Regions from separate parts of the Mus musculus genome. Here region 1 is linked to region 2. The links are chromatin contacts, called in public promoter capture Hi-C maps. All regions are on one chromosome and are shown on one strand. Each heading gives the region's core, a stretch centred on a gene start, on an enhancer-like site or on the middle of the called end of the contact. The rest is flanking DNA. Distances are from core to core; before and after follow the strand shown.

Region 1 (3,514 bases), core at 554-3,053, 54 kb before region 2:
TCTCTCTTTCTTTCTTTCTTTTAAAAAGTTGGTAATCTGCCCATTGTGATGGTTATAAAACATGTAGTTTATTTTGTTTGTTTGTTTCCCCATTTGTTTTGTTTTTGAGACAGGGTATCAGTGTATAGCTCTGGCTGGCCCAGAACTAGCTATGTAGACCAAGATGCTGTCGAACTCATAGACATCTGCCTGTCTGCCTTCCAAGTGCTTTGATCAAAGGTATCCCATCACACCTGGCAAATATTCAATTGTATGCAGAAGTTCACTCTTTTTTTTTGTTTTGTCTTTCAAGACAGGGTTTCTCTGTGTAGTCCTGGCTATCCTGAATCTCACTATGTAGACTAGGCTGGCCTCGAACTCAGAGATCTGCCTGCCTCTGCTTCCCAATGGCTGGGACTAAAGGCGTGCGTCGCCACTCTCGCCTGAGGGTCTCTCTTCTTTAACCTCAAGTGAGAAAACCAATTGGTGTGTTGGGGGATTGCTGTTTTATTCAGAGGTCCCTAAAGTTCTATACCCTATATGGCAATCTGCTCCACACGTTGGTGAATTGATTGATTAGATCGACGACCCTCGAGTCTCCACAGAGCAGCGTTTAACTTAAGGAGGGTGGGCACCAGACTAGAAGTGACCTTTTGCCGAGAACCCATCCAGGCGGGGAACCCCAAGCCTGGTTTCCTAATCAGGGAAAAGGTTTTCAGTATCTCTGTGGGAAAGGGAATTGGGGTGGCTCCAGGGATTGCTGAGGGCCTGTGTCTAGAGACACAGGGCAGCCTGTGTCTCTAGACGTCTGTGCTAAGGACTTTTCTGCGCCTGCTCAGAACTGCCAGCTCCTTGGTGTTCAGCACCATGAAGAAAACTGTTCGCTTCCCCATTCGGTAGTACCGCTATAGTTGCCCCAATTCCTGCCCCAGGGAAAGGTACTGAGTACCGGTGGAGTTCAGAGACCTGGAGCTAAGAACAGATGGCAACAGTAACCTGGAGTGAACCCTGGAGAGCCACCTGCCTCCTCTTGGCCTTCTTTTCTCTGCTAGGTAAAGAGATGGGGTTCCGTGATCTCCCTGAATGCTCACCTAATATCCGAGAACCCAAGGGAAGAACGAGTCCGACGCTCACATTCTTAGAATTAGCTAGATATCTGCTGGAGGGGGCCCTGGGAGAAGTGACCAAAAGCTTTTACTTTATAATTTACTTCTCGCCTTAATCATGCCCTGTCCTTACAATTCTAAGAGAAACCTAGAGGCCCTTTCTAGGCCGTCACCCTTTCTGTCATTTCATCTCTTCCCTCTCTCTCACTAACAACCCCACAAGATTTGGGGGACAGTGGTAACTCAGTGTATAGATAGACGATGGGGGCAGACCCCCAAATCTTTGAAAAAGATTGTATAGGGCAAGGATCCTCCAAGGACATGAGGCATAGACACAAACTACTCGTTTACACCCAATTCACGCGCCATTTGGACCTCAGCTTGATCTTAAAAGGCTGGAGTGGGTTTGTGGGTGAGGAAAGAGAAAGAGTAGAGCACACTCCGAAGACCTAATTCCTTTCCGCAGCTCACATTCCTCTGCCCCAGTCCCGCTGCCGCAGCCTCCACTGCCAAGGGGGGCCCTAGACTCCCGCTCCAACTATTCCAACCATCCTGAACAGGGTGGGGCGCCCAGCTCTTGGGTTCCCCTCTGCTGCCCCTCCGGGGTTGGTCTCCCCTCCTGCCCCGGTTCCTCCCTTTCTGGGGTGGGGCCAGCCAATGGCCGACGGGACTCCGGGTTTGGTCTAGGAGCCGGGCAACTCGCAGATTCCCCGCCCCACAGTTCTGGCTAGAGTCCCGGTGCGCACGGACGTGGCTCGAGTTTCCTCCGCTCTGGGCTCCTGCTCGCTGTCCAGTCTCTCGCTCCTCCTTCTCTCCCGGTCTCCCGCTCCAGTTCCACCCGGTCGGCCCCGCACGGCTCCGGGAAGCCATGGAGGATGTCACGCTCCATATCGTTGAGCGGCCGTATTCCGGATTTCCCGATGCTTCCTCAGAGGGCCCGGAGCCCACCCAAGGGGAGGCGCGGGCCACGGAGGAGCCGTCGGGGACCGGCTCCGACGAGCTGATCAAGTCGGACCAGGTGAACGGTGTGCTGGTGCTGAGCCTTCTGGATAAAATCATCGGCGCCGTTGACCAGATCCAGCTGACCCAAGCCCAGCTGGAGGAGCGACAGGCGGAGATGGAGGGCGCTGTGCAGAGCATCCAGGGAGAGCTGAGCAAGCTGGGCAAGGCGCACGCCACCACGAGCAACACCGTGAGCAAGTTGCTGGAGAAGGTGCGCAAGGTCAGCGTCAACGTGAAGACCGTGCGCGGCAGCCTGGAGCGCCAGGCCGGCCAGATAAAGAAACTGGAGGTCAACGAGGCGGAGCTGCTGAGGCGCCGCAACTTCAAAGTCATGATCTACCAGGTGAGCCCGCGGGGCGGACCGCGCCCAGAGCTGGGGTCCCGGCCTGGGATCCGGGTGGGGACACCCGGCCGAGGCTCGTCTCTCCGCCAGCCCGGCCTGGTGAGAGCGGTCAGGAGCTCCTCCCCCCTTCCTGTGAACCCAGTTGGAGTGGGGTTTAGGGAGTGGCAAACTCTTGGGGCTCACAGAGGGGCGCACCCTGCGCCTTCCTCTCCAGGCTCCTCCCCACGGTCTCTAACTCCTATCGGAAAAGTTAGCGGGCTAGACTTGGGAACGCTGAATGCTCCCAGCTTGTCTCTGTCAAACGCCTTTCCACTTGGAGGAAGTTTTTTTTTTGGTGGGGCGGAGAGAGGGAAAAGGGAGGGAATGCCCGAGGTCTCTGGTGGTCTCTGTATGCCCCTCTGTAAGCAGACACTAAAGGTGGGGCCCGGGACCTGGGGCCTCCGGCGCTGCGGGCCCGATATAGCGGGTGATTCAGGGCTCAGGCACGCAGTGGCGGGGGCGCCATGCAAGGGACACGATCGTCAGCCCCCCACACCCTATCCCCGCGCCCCCGCACCAACCTCGGCTACCCACGCATGTCCCTAGGCCGCGATCTGCCCCTGGCCTCCAGGCACTTTCAGTTCCCAAGGGTCTTGCAGTGCGCGGGCGCCCTTGGCGCCTGCTGGGAGCGGGTGGGGCAGGTAGGGTGGGCGTTAGGAGTGTAAGTGGGGCGGGTGGAGGTGGCGGTCTGGGCGCAGTGAATCACCCCACCCCCGCATGATTGCGGGGGCCATGTCCCGAGCTGTGAAGGTGCTGGTGGGTGGAGGCTGCCGCACTCCACGGGCTCCACCCGTTGCATTCTTTGCACCTTTCTGGGTTCCTCCAGCCTGGATATAACTGTGATATCTTAACCCCTAAAGCATCTGAGAGTCAGTGCAGTGCAGATTTGTCCCTGCGCTCCCCATCCCTGACCCCCTTGAGAGTAAGGCTGAGCTGAGTGTGGACTTAGTGCTCTTTCCCTGGGAGGGAATGTGCTGAGCTCTGCGTCCTCCTGCTTGGGCCTAGTTGATGCTTCTACTCCTAATAGGAGTGATGGTTGTAGGGT
Region 2 (3,527 bases), core at 488-2,987:
AAATATTGTCTTGACCAATGAGATGGCTCAACAGGTAAAGGTGCTTGCAGCTGAGCCCGACAGCTTACGTTTGATCCCTACCACCCACACAGTGGGAGGAGAGAAATGACTCCTTGAAGATTGTCTTCTGGATGCACCACATCATCATTATCATCAATGGTTAGCACAAAGATGAGATGAAAGTTCCACACGGTATTCAGCTATAGATACTGGTTTTCTTCTTTTCTTTCTTCCTTCTTTTTTTTTTTTTTTTTTTTTTTTTTTTGAAGACAGGGTCTCATGTAGCCCAGGCTATCTTCAAATTCACTGTATAATAAGGATGACCTTGAACTTCTGATGCTTTTGCCTCCACCTCCCGAGTGCTTGCGTGTGCACATCTCCATGCCATGCCTGGTTTTATGTGGTGTTGGCAGTGGAACCCAGGGCCTCGTACGTGCTAGGGAATCTCTTCACTAACTCAGCTACACCTCTAGCTTTTGGATTGTTCTTCAACCAAGGCTCTTGTTGACATTCATCTTTTTATTTTGAATAGTACTTAGTGGGTTTTTCATTGTATGCTGCTGGTGGTGGTTTTAAGACAGGGTCTAGCATAGTCCAGGTTGGCTTCAAACTCACCATTTAGTGGAAGGATGTCCTTAAACTGATCTTCCCATATCTAAGCTCTAAGGATAGGAATTGAAAGCATGCATTTTCATCTTTAGTGTTATTAGGCCTAGAGCTATCCTGTGCAAAATATGTGTGGAGAGATTTGATCATCTTCAGACATCTGTCCTGAGGTAGGGTCACCAGATGCTAATTCCCCCCACCCCACCCCCAGGATATGACAGCAGGGTCCATTATAATGCACGTGCTTCTCCATATCAGGGAAAGCTCTGTGGTTGTCTCTGATAACACCTAGGGAATTGGATGAACTGTTTGCTCTTTGGCTTCCTGAGGCACTGAGAAATGGAATTCCTGTTAAATGAGAGGGTCAAAGACTCAGAAGGAGCAACTACTGTTCACCTGTGACGTCACTTAAGTTTAGTACCATCCTTCCGAGGCGGGGTAGTCCCTGTTGTGCTGAAGAGGAGGCCTATTCAGCAGTCAAGCCTTGTAGAGAGAGTGGAAGGGTCACAGCCTGGGGAGGTGACCTTACGCACAAACTGAGTCCTTTTCCTTTTTTCTAGAGCTAGAGGCAGCTCTGACCGTCGACTTAGTGGTTGACAAAGCACGTCTGGCTGTGTCAATCTAAAGGTTTGCTGTCTTCTGGCTCCTTTTATCTACAATATTTGAAATCAAATATGGTGCATATCCCATATCAGTTATGGATTTTTGTAGTAAATATTTAATCTCAATTGGGGGTTTCTACCCCACCTTAGATCATTTAGTTCCCAGATAAAAGACCCAAAACTTTTATATTTATAATAAGCCTTAAACAACACTAAAGCTGAGCAGATATCATCTCTCTGTGTCTATTTTGTCTACTTTCAGGCAAATAACCCTGAGCTATGACTTGCCGTGTTCCACTTGAGCCGCTCTTACTCCACTGGCCAGCCCTCATGGCCAGATCTCACAATCTCTTACCCCATGGTGTCTTCCTCTCTCCACCTTCTCTCTCTTCCCTTTCATGGTCCTTTCTCTGACCCCAAGCCCAGAAACCAAAATTCTACCCACCTCTCTTCTGCCCAGCTATAGGCTGTAGGTGTCTTAGTCAACCAATAGTTTTAAACTAAGGAGCAAAGTTGCATAACATGACTTGGTGTGTTTGAGGATTTCCTCATCCCTGGGGCAACCGACCCTGGGGCCAGTATTCCGCATCACAGTACATAGGAATAGGTCAGTGCATTATTTGTTTTGTGTTCTCTCTGTCTCCTTCCCCTACCCCCCTTTTTCCTGACTTTCATGCTGGAAGTGAAGAGGAAGTGGTGAATCACACCTTTAATCCTAGTACCCAGGAGGCCAGGCAGGCAGATCTCTTGATGTTGAGGCCAGTCTGCTCTACATATCCAATTTCAGGTCAGCCCGAGCTACATATATGGCCCCAAAGAAGGCTTTTTGACACACTGTGAAATTGAACAGGAATTGTCCTCTTTTAAAGATAGAGTCCCACTTAGCTCAGGTGGGCACTGAACTTATTATGTAGCTGAGGCAGACTTTAAACTCCTGAGCCTGCTGTTTCTTCCTTCCGAATGCTGGGATTAAGGGTGAGTCCCATTACACTCGCTTCAGAAATGTCTCTGTATCACTTTCTGTTGTGGATTTTTATTTGCATTTGCATTTTGTCCCTCTCTTCATCCTCCATTTTAGGTTTACTGGTTCATTTATGTTCATACATGTCTTAGAGAGTTTAGGAAGTTGTGTGATTAAATCCCTTCTATCTGTGGTCTCCTGTGGTTCCCCTAGTTTCTTTAGACTGAACTATACAAATGAGGACTGTTACTTTAATGATAATTTTTCTATTAAGAAGTTCCTTATTAGACTGAAATTATTTTCCTTATGACTTACTGTTGGTAGGTTATTCCCCACAGGGCTAAGAAATTGCTGTTTGGAAAAGTCTAGAAGGATTTGGTGACATGCTGTTTCATTTTCCTTTTCTCTTGAGCTATAGAAACTAGGATCATCAGGGACTAGAGAGATAGCTTGTTAGTTGAGAGCACTGACTGCTCTTACAAAGAACACAAGTTCAGTTTCTAGCACCCTCATGGCCATTCATCATCCAACTGTAACTCTACTTTCAGGAAATTCAGCGCTCGTGTCTGGCCTCTGCTGGTACACACACAAACACACACACTGCACATATATAATATGTAAGCAAAACTTTTATATACATAAAATAATAAATCTCTTAAAACAGAAGAAAATAGGGTCACAGCATCTTAGTTACTGTTCTGTGGCTGTGAAGAGACCCATGACCAAAACAGCTCTTACTAAAGAAAGCATTTAATTTGGGGCTTGCGTACAGTTTTAGACGGTTAAGCACTGCTCATCATGACAGGAAGCAGTCTGGCAAGGGACAGTAGCTGAGAACTTTATATCCTCACAGTAGCAGGCAGAGAAAGATAAGGCCTGATATGGGCTTACAGTGACAAACCTCCAGCAGGCCACACCTCCTAATCCTTCCCAAACGCTTCCACTAACTGATGGGCAAGCATTCAAACATATGAGCAGCATTCTCATTCAAAGGTTCACACACACTTTATCTTTCCTCTGAACATTTGCAATGATGTTCTGCCCACCTCAGCCTCATGAAAGCCAGCAGAGCAGCAAGCTTGTGTCATACTCTAACCCATCCACTGGAGCAATGACTTGACTTCTACTCTGGTGCCCAGGATGGTACTTGGCATTCAAACTGTTGGTAGATCACTTTTTGTGTTCTGGCTTCTGAGAGCTGGTTATTAAAGCACAGGCTTCAAGTGATTTTTGAAGACAAAAGTTAGATCTTAACAGAAGTCGGGCATGATGTGTGCCCTTCCAGTCTTGGTACTCAGACTGAGGCAGGGAGATCAGCCAGCCTACACTACCCAGCCATAGCACGTAGAGTGGATCAG

The links. Promoter capture Hi-C pulls out the DNA fragments that hold promoters and counts their contacts.
Region 1: a contact with region 2 is called in a promoter capture Hi-C map of liver. The contact joins the promoter of Cavin1 here to the enhancer-like site in region 2. A contact is called at or near these places in 14 of 39 promoter capture datasets (the 3T3-L1 cell line, the C10 cell line, the HPC-7 cell line and 9 more), 1 of 15 datasets of contacts at CTCF or cohesin (CD8 T cells), 26 of 484 Hi-C or Micro-C datasets (the 3T3-L1 cell line, the C10 cell line, the CH12 cell line and 18 more), 19 of 115 datasets of contacts at active chromatin or transcription factors (CD8 T cells, the HPC-7 cell line, craniofacial prominence and 12 more) and 3 of 9 other capture datasets (adipose tissue, liver and pancreatic islet).

Annotation. Positions count from the first base shown.
Region 1 is chr11:100,968,906-100,972,419 of GRCm38.p6, reverse strand. Cavin1 (caveolae associated 1) reads left to right here and starts at 1,803. Exons shown (of 2, transcript NM_008986.2): 1 at 1,803-2,430. The coding sequence starts at 1,954.
Region 2 is chr11:100,914,846-100,918,372 of GRCm38.p6, reverse strand. All of the region lies in intron 1 of Stat3 (signal transducer and activator of transcription 3), which reads left to right. Among named protein-coding and RNA genes, the nearest start is that of Gm46295, 22 kb to the left of the region's middle. Within about 2 kb of position 1,737, at least 20 of the 459 cell types and tissues checked have an H3K27ac peak or open chromatin away from gene starts, as enhancers often do. A contact at or near this core is called in liver and trophoblast stem cells, where this site is marked.